Regions from separate parts of the Mus musculus genome. Here regions 2 and 3 are each linked to region 1. Evidence: chromatin contacts called from public promoter capture Hi-C data. All regions are on one chromosome and are shown on one strand. The core of a region is the stretch at or near the end of the contact, and the rest is flanking DNA. Distances in the headings are between cores, read along the strand shown. Region 1 holds the start of Cltb (clathrin, light polypeptide (Lcb)). Region 2 holds the start of Dbn1 (drebrin 1). Region 3 holds the start of Prr7 (proline rich 7 (synaptic)).

Region 1 (3,906 bases), core at 402-2,901:
TCACGGCTGTGTGGCCCTAGGCAAGACATTCAAACTCCAGTTTTTTCTTTTTAATTATTATTATTTATATTTTCTTTACTTGTGTGTGTTTGTGTGTGTGTGTGTGTGTGTGTGGTGCAGGCATGTATGCGAGGTCGGGGGGACAATTTGTGGGAGTGAGTTCTATCTACCGCCATGAGGGTTCCAGGGCGTGAGCTCAGGTGTCACCAGGCTGGGCTGATTTACATTTACTTGACAAGCCATCCTGATAGCCCCTCAAACTCCAGTTCCGTGTATGTTACAAAAGGCTTATTACACTTATGTCAGAGTTTCTTCAAACGCTGGGCCATAGATACAGTTTCTTCCTTCTGTGTTCCCAGTGGGGACGGCAACACAGCAAGTGTGGAAGGAAAGAAAGATGAATGTATACATACAATATTTATTTCCAACAGGACCATTAAACCTCTTTAACATGACACCAAAAAATAACAAGGTCTACTAGGAGGGTCACCATGAAGGTCCATATTTGTACTAAATATTTAAATATATTTATAAGAAATTGTTCCTTGGGGCAGAAGTATCAATGATAAACATAACAATGCAGGAAAAAGGTCCTGAACCCTTATGTCTGAAGCCACACGCAGAGGTCCGGGCCACCTTTGTAAATCCACTAAACAAACAGTTACAAACAGGAAGGGCACAGCTCTTGGCCATTTGTGCCCCTGCCTAGACTTACAGTCGGGCCCATGAAGGACTGTGAGGTCTGGACAGGAAGAATTCAGCATCCGAAAGAAGGGGTTGAATTCTTTATTGCTACTTCCTAGTTGTTTTAATAGTGTACCCTTTGAAGCCAGTTCTAAAATGGGTTCAGTAACGTGTATGAAATTATTATATGTAATTAACATTGTCTCCCGCACTGCTGCAGGACTGCAGGTGATCCCCAAAGGATGAGCTGCGAGTTCTCTGAGCGCCCCCTGCTTCCCTGCAGAAAGGAACGCTAACGCTAACGTCAGGAGGACGTGTCCGTCCCACACCTGTATCACTTAGCTAGGACACTGGGACAGTCTCAGAACTGAGCAGGGGGAGGGTTCCAGAGCCAGGGTGGAGAAGCTGGCCTGGGGATGAAATGTCATGACTAAATTCCTGTCCCCAGAGTCAGCAGATCCAGTCTCAGCGCAGATTCCAACTCATCTCCCGGCTCCTTCCTCTTTTCCCAGGCCTCACGGATACACACAGCCCCCCGAGGTACCCTTGGTCACCCTGGATAGCCGGACTCAGAGTACAGCAGGGACCCAGGCCGGGTCTGACCGAGACTGGGCCTCCCGCCCCCGGTGGTGGCCTCAGCCTCCCCGGTTCCAGGCCGCTGCGCTGACTCACCCCCGCTCGCGAGTCCCGGCTGCGCAGAGGCCACCTGGCTGGCGGCAGGTGCCCCGAAACCCGGGTCATTCTCGATGCCAGCAATCTCGCTTTCCTGCTGGGCCAGGAAGGCGGCCGCTGGGTCCTCCTCGGCGGCCTCCGGGGCCCCGCTCTCCGACGATGAGAAGAAGCCGAAGTCCTCAGCCATCTTCCCCGCGTGGCTGCTGTCACCTCCCGCCCGCGCCCGCGGCCCGCACTTCCCGTCACCCGCCCGGCTTGCCTGTCACTGCGGCTGCAGCGGCGGCGGGAGGAGTCGCGGCGGGAATGCGGTGACGTCAGCGGCCGAGGGCGGGGCCCGCGGGGCTGGGTGGTCGCCCCGCCCTCGGTTCGAGCCCCCGAAGCCCACCTTCGGCTCCAGAGCGTGCCAGCAGCACTGGGCTGGCACCGGGTGCATTGAACCGAAAAGTTTCTCCCAGAGCTGATTTTGTGAGCTGCGTGATACAAGAGTACTCTTCCTGCGTAGGAGGAGGGAGCTGAGGCTGGGAAAGGCTTGAGTGCCAGGCGCGCACAGCAGAGCCTTGTTCTCTCAGGACTGAGTAAAGCATCCCGCCGCCCTATCTGTGTGATGAGCCCCTGAAATCAGGGACTGTTCCTCTTTCTCCCTGTCTGGTGACATTGATGTTCCTTAAGGCAACTAACTGGCTGATTGTTTTGTCTTTCAATTTGAGCTCTTTCTCTAGTTCTTAGAGCAGAGGGTCAGTTTGTCCCATTATTGGTTAGGTTCCCGTTGATTACTCAGTACAGTACAGGTGGAGCCTGCTTTTTTCTTTGGTAATTAATATACGTATTGTGACAGCAGATTGTATGCCAAACTCGCATTGCACATTGCAATTACTTTCGCGGTTTTTGTTGTTGTTGTTTTGTTTTTTAGTAGCCTGTTTGACCTCAAATTCTTGTATAGCTGAGGCTGGCTTCAAAGTAGTGATTTTTTTTTTTTTTTTTTTTTTTTTTTGTATTTCGAGACTGTTTTTCTGTATAGCCCTGGCTGTCCTGGAACTCACTCTGAAGACGAGGCTGGCCTCGAACTCTGAAATCTAACAGCCTCTGCCTCCCAAGTGCTGGGATTAAAGGCATGCGCCACCACTACCCGGAGACCTTTTTCAAAAATACAGTATCTTTTTTGGTTGTGTTTTTGTTTTTCAAGACAGGGTTTCTCCATGTATCCCTGGCTGATCCTGGAGCTCACTCTGTAGATAAGGCCGGCCTCAAATTCATAAAGATCCACATGTCTCTGCCTCTAGGATGCTGGGATTAAAGGCGAGCACCACCACTGCCAGGTGAGTACCTCTCTTTTAGTCTTTGTCAATTTATATATATATATATATGTATATATGTGTGTGTGTGTGTGTGTGTGTGTGTGTGTGTATATGTGTATATATATATATATATATATATACATATACATATATATATATTATGTATACAGTGTTCTGCCTGCATATATGCCTGTAGGACAGAAGAAGGCACCAAGATCACATCACAGATGGTTGTGAGCCACCATGTGGTTGCTGGGAATTGAACTCAGAACCTCTGGAAGAGCAGTCAGTGCTCTTAACCACTGAGCCATCTCTACAGCCCTCTTTGTCATTTTATACAAACAAGTAATGCATTTTGAGCATATGCTCCCCCCTCACATATCTCACGCCTCCCAGGTATCCCCTCCCTAACAGTTCCCCTCCCCCACTTGAAATTTTTTTATTTATTTATATATTTATGTGAGGACACTGTAGCTGTGCAAATGGCTGTGAGCCTTCATGTGGTTTTTCAGAATTGAATTGGTTTAGGACCTCTGCTCCCTCTCCAGTCAACTCTGTTCACTCAGTTTTTTGGTTTTCCGAGACAGGGTTTCTCTGTGTAGCTCTGACTGTCCTGGAACTCACTCTGTAGACCAGGCTGGCCTCGAAATCAGAAATCTGCCTGCCTCTGCCTCCCAAGTCCTGGGATTAAAGGCATGGGCCACCACTGCCCTGCCCAGCAGATTTATTTATTTATTTTGGTTTTTCGAGACAGGGTTTCTCTGTGTAGCCTTGGCTGTCCTGGCACTCACTTTGTAGACCAGGCTGGCCTCGAACTCAGAAATCCGCCTGCCTCTGCCTCCCGAGTGCTGGGATCAAAGGCATGCGCCACCAAGCCCGGCTGATTTATTTATTATTATACATAGGTACAATGTAGCTGTCTTCAGATGCACCAGAAGAGGGCATCAGATTTCATTACTGGTGGTTGTGAGCCACCATGTGGTTGCTGGGATTTTAACTCCGTACCTTCAGAAGAGCAGTCAATGTTCTTACCTGCTGAGCCATCTCACCAGTGCCCCCGCCCCCCATCCTCTCCAGTTTTTTTGTGTTAGTAACCCACTGAGTTCAATTAACACTGCCTGAAGGAATGAGCAGGCCATCACAGTGACGCACAGTGAGGTTACCCCTGTAATGTTCATGCCACTGCTACACCAGTGAGAACTTTAGGTTTTTGAGTCAGTCTCACTACACAACTGTCTGGCCTTGAGCCTGCTAT
Region 2 (3,906 bases), core at 667-3,166, 880 kb after region 1:
GAAGTAAGCACACATATAAGCGAGGGTGCATCTGTGCATCTGCACATGTCCCACACACAACCCAGATGGGGCTGGCGCACAGACCAAGGATGAATAACTCCTTCCCTTTGGCTACATGGATGCTGCTGGTGATGGAGGCCCGGGCCTGTTCTGAGCAGGATGCGGGGCAGAAGTCATTAGTAGCCCCAGCACTGGGTTGCCAGTGTCCAGCTTTCGAGGGGTTAAGAGATAGAAGGTGTTGTCTACACCCCATAGACTGGCCAGTGTTTCTCCTCAGGCAGGGCCACATCCCCAAACAGGCTCCTCCACCAGGCCACTTGTCCAGATTGCCTCTCATGATCTCAGCCCCCCAGGGGCAGGGCTGGGACAATAAGATGGAAACTGCCCTGCTTGCCCTGTGCTGGCCTCTCCTATAACTGACCTGCAAGACACGAGAACTTGTCTCCTGAGTCCATCCCTCTGGGCCTGGCTACCGGCCAGTGCTGCAGTACCATGGCCTGGACGCCTGGTTATTTTGTTCCATCTTCCAGCCCCCCTACCCGGTTGCCCTCCCAGGGTGAGAGTGAGGCCAGCCCAACTGGAGGCTCCCTCAGATCAGCCCCAACTCGGCCTCGGTTTTCTCAACGATAGCCTACTTCCAGCCTAAGGAGAGGAAAAGATTCAAATACAATTTTTTTTTTTGAGAAGAACACTTGGGGGCTGTGCCCTGAATGGGGCATCGGAGCCCCCTTGGTTTTCCTGACACCCTGAGACTTCAGACCAAGGCAGGTGGCTCACACCCTCCTCCAGCTCAGGGAGGGTAACAGCTGGGGAGGGGGAGATAAGCCACTCACTCACTCTGCCCCAGTCGGAGGTTGATAGCCCCCTGCTGCTGAGTGGAGGGGCTAGGGTCCCAGAGATCTACTCATCTGGCATCCCTCTGTGGAGGCTCCCTCCACGCTCCCAGCTGCCCCCCTAGCCAAGCTGCTCCGTCCATCTCCTGAGTCTCTTCCTGCCTATCTGCCTCGTCCTAGCGATCTGCTCCTTCAGCAGGGGAGAGAAGGGCTCAGCCCTGCCTCTTCCTCTGCGATCCGTGAGGGATAAAGAAGTCACTTCGTGGTTGCCATGTGGCAATCAACCTCCTTGTATCACACCCTAACCTAGATGTGGGGGGAGACAACCCCGAGAAGCCCCCGGTGGGCGGGGCACGCTGGCCCCCAGCCCTCGGCGCTCCTCCCCCGCCCTAGCTTTCCTTTGTGCTGTGGCCGGGCAGGCTGCTCTAGCTCCGCTAGCTGGGTCCCCGCCCCGTCCCCACCCGGTCCTCGCCCGCTCGAAGGTGGCGAAGGTGCCCTTGGCTGGCCCGTGCACACCTGTCCCCCGGGCCCGTGGAGGGAGGCAGGGTGAGAAGGGGGATGGGCTCCGACAGGACCGTAGGACCCCAGGCCCCACGTCTGGGCTCCACACCCGCGTGGCTGGCGTCCGGCTCCCGCGCCCCCAGTGAGCCTTAGGGCGGCCTCAGGGCGCCCCGGCCCGCGCGCCCAGCCTGGCCCGAGCGGCCCCTCCCCCGGCTCGCACAAAGGCAGCCCCTCCCCGGCTCTCCCGAGCCGTTGCACCATTTCGGGGTCTCCCCCTCCCTTCCCGGTGGCAGAGCCTCGGGGAAACAAAGGCGCGCGGCGGCCTGGGGACAAAGGGGCCGGGGGCGGGGGCGGGGGCGGGGGGCTCACCAGTCGGCTGCGCTCTCCTCCCGGATCACCTCCTCGTACGCCGCCAGCAGCTCCAGGCGGTGGCCGCTGAAGCTGACGCCGGCCATGCTGCGGGCCGGACCGAGGCCGAACGGACAGACGCACGCACAGGCGGACCGACCGACACCGGAGGGAGGGGATGAGGGAGTCGCCGCCGCCGCCTCAGAGCCTCTGCAGCGCTGAGAGCGAGCGAGCCAGCGGCCGGGGGAGGGGAGCCGGCCGGCGGGGGGCGGGGGGCGCTGGCTCCGCCCGGCTCACTCCCTCGGCTCGCTCGGTCCTAGCGCCGCCCCGGCCCGGCCCAGGGGGAGGCCCGCCCCCCCTTCCCAGTTTGCCCCGGGGCGTCCCACACACGCCCCTCACCCTGCTGGCCAGCACCGGACACTGAGCTTCCGCTCTGCTCCCAGGGCCAGTCCCATGCACCTGTCTTGTCCTCGTCCCCAACCTGGCAGCACACCCCTCTTCCCTAGCCATAAACCCACCAAGATTCCAGGCCCAGATTCATCCCTCTCCATCTCCCCAGAGTAATTGACCCAGCCCAACACCCTTGATCCATTTAACTCCAGCCCAGACTCACATCATTCCTGGGTCCGTTACACCCTACCTTAAACCCCTTATGGTCCTTACTCTGTCCCTGCCCGGATTCAGTTCCTCATCAGACCAGGCCTGGGTTACGTGTAGTCCATTTCCTCTGAAAGGACCCTCCCTAGTCTACCACCACTACTTCCATCTCAGCTACAGGCCCATGCTTACCTCTGCACACATCCCACCTAGTCACCATACCCTCTTGCTATGCCAGCCTGTCTGAATTCCACTCAGACCCCTCTTCTTAGCCATACCTTGTCTCAAGCCGTTTACACCCCACCTCCCTCATCCTTTACTTTCAGTCATTTTCTTCCTCCCAGATGGGTATCAAAAAAAAAAAAAAAAAAAAATGATGCCTTCTTTTCCAAGTACCATCCCTCCTAAGGAAGCCCAAGTAGGGTCCCCAAGGCAGGGCTCCTCCAAAGCCATTCCAGGGAGAACTTTCTGGCACTTTTTATTTCCCAAAGCTCTGAGTGCAGAAGGGACTGGGCCTCAGAGACTTCTCTATGGGGACATGGCTGCACAGAGCTTCCAGGCACTGTTTCCTGTGGAATGGAGAACACTGAAGCCCTCCACAGCTCTGGTTAACCTTTCCATACCCACTGGACATCCCAACCCATTTCCCAGGCAGGCAGGCAGGCAGGCAGGCAGGCAGGCAGGCAGGCAGACAGGCAGGCAACAGTGCCTCAGCAAGTTTCCCCTGGGGCTGATCTGTGAACAGGAGGTGGCTGTTTTCGTCGAATTCCTGCTCTGACTTGGTCAATCATCTCCAACAAGAAACCAATACTTACATTCACTGCAATGCCTTGGAATGGGACACGGGAGAGGGTGGCCTTAAACCTCTGTACTTCACAAGAACCCTGCTTCAGGAGCTATGGGTACCCATTGAACCCATGCACCCCATCCTTGGGAGTTTCTCCACCAACCTATGGTGAGTCCTGGTGAGTGGTCAGTCCTGGGCCCTGATCCCAGATGCAGCTGGAACTCAATGGTTAGGGCAGAGGGGAATAGAGATGACATCAGATGGGGAAGGAAAGGAGCAGGAAGCCAAGGTGAGAACAGAGCTGCAAGCCAGGCAGTGGTGGCGCACGCCTTTGATCCCAGCACTCAGGAGGCAGAGACAGGCAGATTTCTGAGTTCGAGGCTAGCCTGGTCTACAGAGTGAGTTCCAGGACAGCCAGGGCTACACAGAGAAACCCTGTCTCGAAACCCCCCGCCCCAAAAAAATCCAAGAACAGAGCTGCAGTTCTCGGTATCTAGAGTGCTCGCCCTGGGCAGAGGGGAGTTGGCGGTTGGGGTCAGGACTAGGCTTCAGCATCTCTCCTTCCTGCTACTTCCCCACCCTTGATGTCTCCTAACCTCCTACTTAGTCGATTTCATAGGCAAAAAGCAGACCTAAGTGCACCTTGGAAGTGTCTCCATGGATTCCTGTCTGCCCACCAATTGCCTAGCACCTGTCTCTAGCCACGCCCAGTTCACCTCCCATCTGCATTATTTTTTTGTTCTGTTTTCATTTTATTTTTGTTTTTGTCTTTTTAATTTATGTATATGAGTATACTGTTGCTGTCTTCAGACACACCAGAAGAGGGCACTGGATCCCATT
Region 3 (3,906 bases), core at 1,030-3,529, 850 kb after region 1:
AGTCTGTTGGTCCGTGCTTCCTGGGCTGGCCTGGAACCCACTATGTAGGTAGGCCAAACTAGCCTCAAACCTGATTCTCCTGCCTTTCCTGTGCAGTGCTAGGATTACGTGCAAGCTCCAACACCAGGCATAAGCAGCACCCATCTTAGTAATTGCCAACAGGTGTCTTCAACCAGGCCTCCTTGCACATAGAACGTTTGCTAATGCTTCTATCCATTCAAAAGAAATAAGGTGCTCCAGGTATTTTCATTGGGTAGAAAAGAAGCCAGATGAAGACAAGGCAGGCAAGAGTGAGTAGGTGTCAAGTGGTGCTCCCTGAAATGCTCCACCAGCTGCTTGGACCAGACCCTTTAACCTCCTTTGGGCTAGGAGGCATCCAGGGAACTCATTGTCTAAGGGTAGGTTTACCTTAAAGCCTTCCTGTTGTTTCCCAAAAAGATTGTCAAAACTCCATTCCCTACCCAGCCCTATGGTGAGAGCCAGGGACCCAGATGGAGATGAGGTCCCTGCCAGCTTGGAGCTCATCTGGTAGGCAGAGAGGTTCGGGGACAGGAGCACTCAGTCTGTTCAGCATTGTGGACAGGGCTGAGACTGAAGGTAGAACACTAAGCAGCAGTCCCTTGGCTTCAAAAGTGTTGGGCTTGATCCTCTGTGGGACTGGCCATCTGTGCCCAGGCAGAGCCGAATCGACAGGATGGACAGGCCAGATGAACGTCTGTTGGGAGAGGACTTGTTGCAAGGTGCAGAGTTGATTGTTGCAGTTGCAAACATGCAGCCAATGTTAAAAGCTCTGCTTTGTGTGCTCTACTGGAGGTTGGGAGGGTCCCTGAAGGGTTAAGGGCCTGTCCCACCTTACACAAAAAGCACCCTAATATAACGTGGGTAAACCATTCTCTACTATTCCCATCCATGTGGATTAGGTGGTGGTAGGCTTACACACACACACACACACACCATGTGGGCATAGCTCAGCGGGACAGGGGCTTTTCTAGCATTTGAGAGAATCCTGGGGTTGATCCCCTGTATGATAAGGGAAAACCAAGTCAACTCAAAAAGGGGGGGGGGGGCAGGCTCCTGTTAGTTGCTAACATTACACAGGAGGATGTGACTACCAGAAAGAAGCAAGGGGCCCCAGCTGATTGTGGCTTGCCATTATTGAGTCTTAACTCTTGAGTCTCTGGAATCCTGGTGGCCAAATTAGAAATCAGACCAGTGTGTTGTGGAACAACTTTTGTTAGAGTCCTACCTTTGATGGCACCCATGGGTTGGTAGAGACAACTGTTATCTCCCTGAGAACCGGTTGTTCACACTCAAGGAAGGCACTAACCCCTAGGCGGTTGTGTGGAGTATGTATCCTTCTCTACCCCCAAAGCATGAGTTAGTTCATTGGACAGGCGTCCTAGATGTCACCTGTGCATTTGTCTTTACTAGAGCTACTGGGAAAGACAGTTTTCTCACTGGGAATGGCTGGCAGAGCTTAAATCCAGCTGTTGGAGACCACCCATACCTCCATTTGGGGGCAGCGTGCCTAATGCCAACGTTTGAAACGCCTGGAACCAACTGTGACATGAGTTCTGGGTTCACTGGCTTTATGTGCCCTTTCCCCTTGGCCTCCAGTTTAAGATCCTGGCTCTCAGAGCCATTACTGTTCCAGTTGACATGGTGGGAGGTGCTTCGGGGAGTTCACCCTTAATGCCACAGAGAAGTTGAAATAGAAACGGTAGAAAGGCAAGCACAACCAGTGTCAAATGAAGATGGAGCCAGCTATGAGCATGCCCGTGGAACCATAGCAGTTTAGTGCTCAGGTGGGTCTGTGATGCTTCTCAGTTGCAATGTTGGAATGCATACCTTCTGGAACAGTGGTTGGGGTCGTGAGTTGGGAGGAAGCCACACCGGGGTGCTGATTCCATCGAGTCCCTGCCCCCATTACCTGTGTTTGAATATGCCCAGGTTGAGCTGTGTGAGTCTCCGGGTTTGTTACCTCAGCTGCTCCGCTAAGCATCCGGCGTCTATGGCCGCAAAGCTGCCAGTGTGGCCTTCACCCCCAGCCCCTTTAGATAGCCTGTTGCCTGGGAGCTGTACGGAGTGTACTTTTTATTTTTTTGCGCTGGGATGCCCTTGGTATTGCGAGCCCACATCCTCTGCCGCGTCTGCGTGCGGCAGGTGGGTCCGGAGTCCCACCCACCCCTTCCCTCGCAGCAGCCTTGGCGGCGTGAGGGGGGGGGGGCTCTGTTGGCTGCGCGCGCGCGCACGCCAGGCTCAGCACGCGCCCGTGCGCGCGCCCCGCGCCTCCAGCCCAACGCTCCGAGCGGCTTTCGTTGCCACTGTCTGCTCCCCGGAGCCGCTGCCGGCTCCAAGCTTGGGTTCTGTCCGTTGGGCCGCTTGCCCCGAGGCAGGAAGACGAGTTCGAAGAGGATGCCTGGGCCCGTGAGTACCGCGACGGCTGCGGGCCGGGCGGGAACAGAGCGCGGGCGGAAGATGGTCTTCGGGCTGATGACCCTCCCTGCGGGTGGCTCAGAACCCTAGCCTGGTATCGCCACTCGGACCCCGACCGGGACAGCGGGCAGCCCCTCCCCCAGCCCACACCGGAGGGAAGGAAGGAGGGGAAAGTGAGCGAGGGAGCCGGAGCCGGGCGCGAGCGGCCACCAGTTCGCTTGGAAACCGTTGCCACAGCAACGGGGTTGCGCTCCCCGGCAACGCGACTGCGGGGTGGCGACGCCCCCTCCCCCACCACGGCCGGGGGCGCGGGAGGGGGGAAGGGGGTGCACTGTGGAGAGAGCATCGCTCTTCTGGCCAGTCTGGGTGTGCCTGCCTCAGCACGTCGAGGGTGGGGGTGAGGGAGAGCGGCTCCGTGGGCATGAGCCGGCTCCCACGTGGCTGCAGTCGTCGCAACAGGACTCCCAGGGTGGCTGCAAACGTGGAGGCGGCCCAGACCCTGGGCCTGCCACGGGAAAAAGGCCTGGAGGTTGGGTCTGGGGTCTCTGCCTGGTAACTACCATTGCTAGTATCACCACTAGGGTGGTCTCCCGTTCCCTTGAAACATGGCCTAACAGAAAATCGTATTCTCCGGAGGTGGTTTATTTGGTTTTTTAAACTAGAGAAGAGGAAAGAAGCTAGCAGCGTCTCTTCTCATGGCCAGTGCATGTGCCAAATCATGGGTTTGCGGTGGGCCTCTGTTTGATGTCCTAGCCACCATTCTCCAGGGAGGAGTAGAGACAGAGCAAAGGACACTGCTGACCCAGGAGAGCTGAATCCCAGGCCAGCTGGGAGCAACCCAGCTCATTGTCTGGACCACAGTGCCCCTTTCTTGTCTGCACAATGCCTTGACTGTGTGGGGTGGCATGGAGGATGGCCTGCAAAGAGGCCAGTGCCACATGGAGGTGCCCTGCCCAAGGGAGCTCCTCGGACGGCTGCTGAGTCAGAAGAAATGACCTCTGGCTCCCCTCCCAACCTCCCCTCATCAGACAGTGTGCTGGAGAGAGAAATGGCCCCCCTGCCAGCAGGACCTGACTCAGCAGATGCCGGCCCTGACCACAGGCTTCAGACCCAGCATCCCCAAAGCCACAACCAACCATCCCTAGCTTTCTCTTTCTATCCAGTGAAGTATCTGTGCCCAGGATCTGGGGCATTTGAGGCCTTGGCATAGGATGCCCTTAAATGGATGCTACCTGGGAAGGCAGGCAGGGAGACCTGGAGAATTAGTCACAGGTTCCTTTCATTCTCTGCCTGCTCTGTGTGCAATCTGAGTGCTCTACATCCTCAGTCTCTATCCTTAGAGCAGTTGTGCAAGGTAAGTTTGCTATGCCTGTTGTAGAGATGGAGAGTCTTGGGGCTCAGGAAGTAAGGGGACTTGCCCAAGGTCAAACACCAGTAAGCACTATCCTGGGTTTCCAGTGCAGGTCCCAC

The links. Promoter capture Hi-C pulls out the DNA fragments that hold promoters and counts their contacts.
Region 2: a promoter capture Hi-C map of embryonic stem cells shows a contact between it and region 1. The contact joins the promoter of Dbn1 here to the promoter of Cltb in region 1. A contact is called at or near these places in 2 of 39 promoter capture datasets (cranial neural crest and embryonic stem cells), 1 of 484 Hi-C or Micro-C datasets (cortical neurons) and 1 of 115 datasets of contacts at active chromatin or transcription factors (bone marrow-derived macrophages).
Region 3: a promoter capture Hi-C map of frontonasal cranial neural crest shows a contact between it and region 1. The contact joins the promoter of Prr7 here to the promoter of Cltb in region 1. A contact is called at or near these places in 1 of 39 promoter capture datasets (frontonasal cranial neural crest) and 2 of 115 datasets of contacts at active chromatin or transcription factors (embryonic stem cells and pancreatic cancer cells).

What each region holds. Positions count from the first base shown.
Region 1 is chr13:54,609,722-54,613,627 of GRCm38.p6, forward strand. Cltb (clathrin, light polypeptide (Lcb)) reads right to left here and starts at 1,652. Exons shown (of 6, transcript NM_001347512.1): 1 at 1,357-1,652. The coding sequence starts at 1,543.
Region 2 is chr13:55,486,160-55,490,065 of GRCm38.p6, forward strand. Dbn1 (drebrin 1) reads right to left here and starts at 1,917. Exons shown (of 15, transcript NM_001177371.1): 1 at 1,704-1,917. The coding sequence starts at 1,789.
Region 3 is chr13:55,461,988-55,465,893 of GRCm38.p6, forward strand. It overlaps Prr7 (proline rich 7 (synaptic)), which reads left to right and starts at 2,280. Exons shown (of 3, transcript NM_001030296.4): 1 at 2,280-2,427.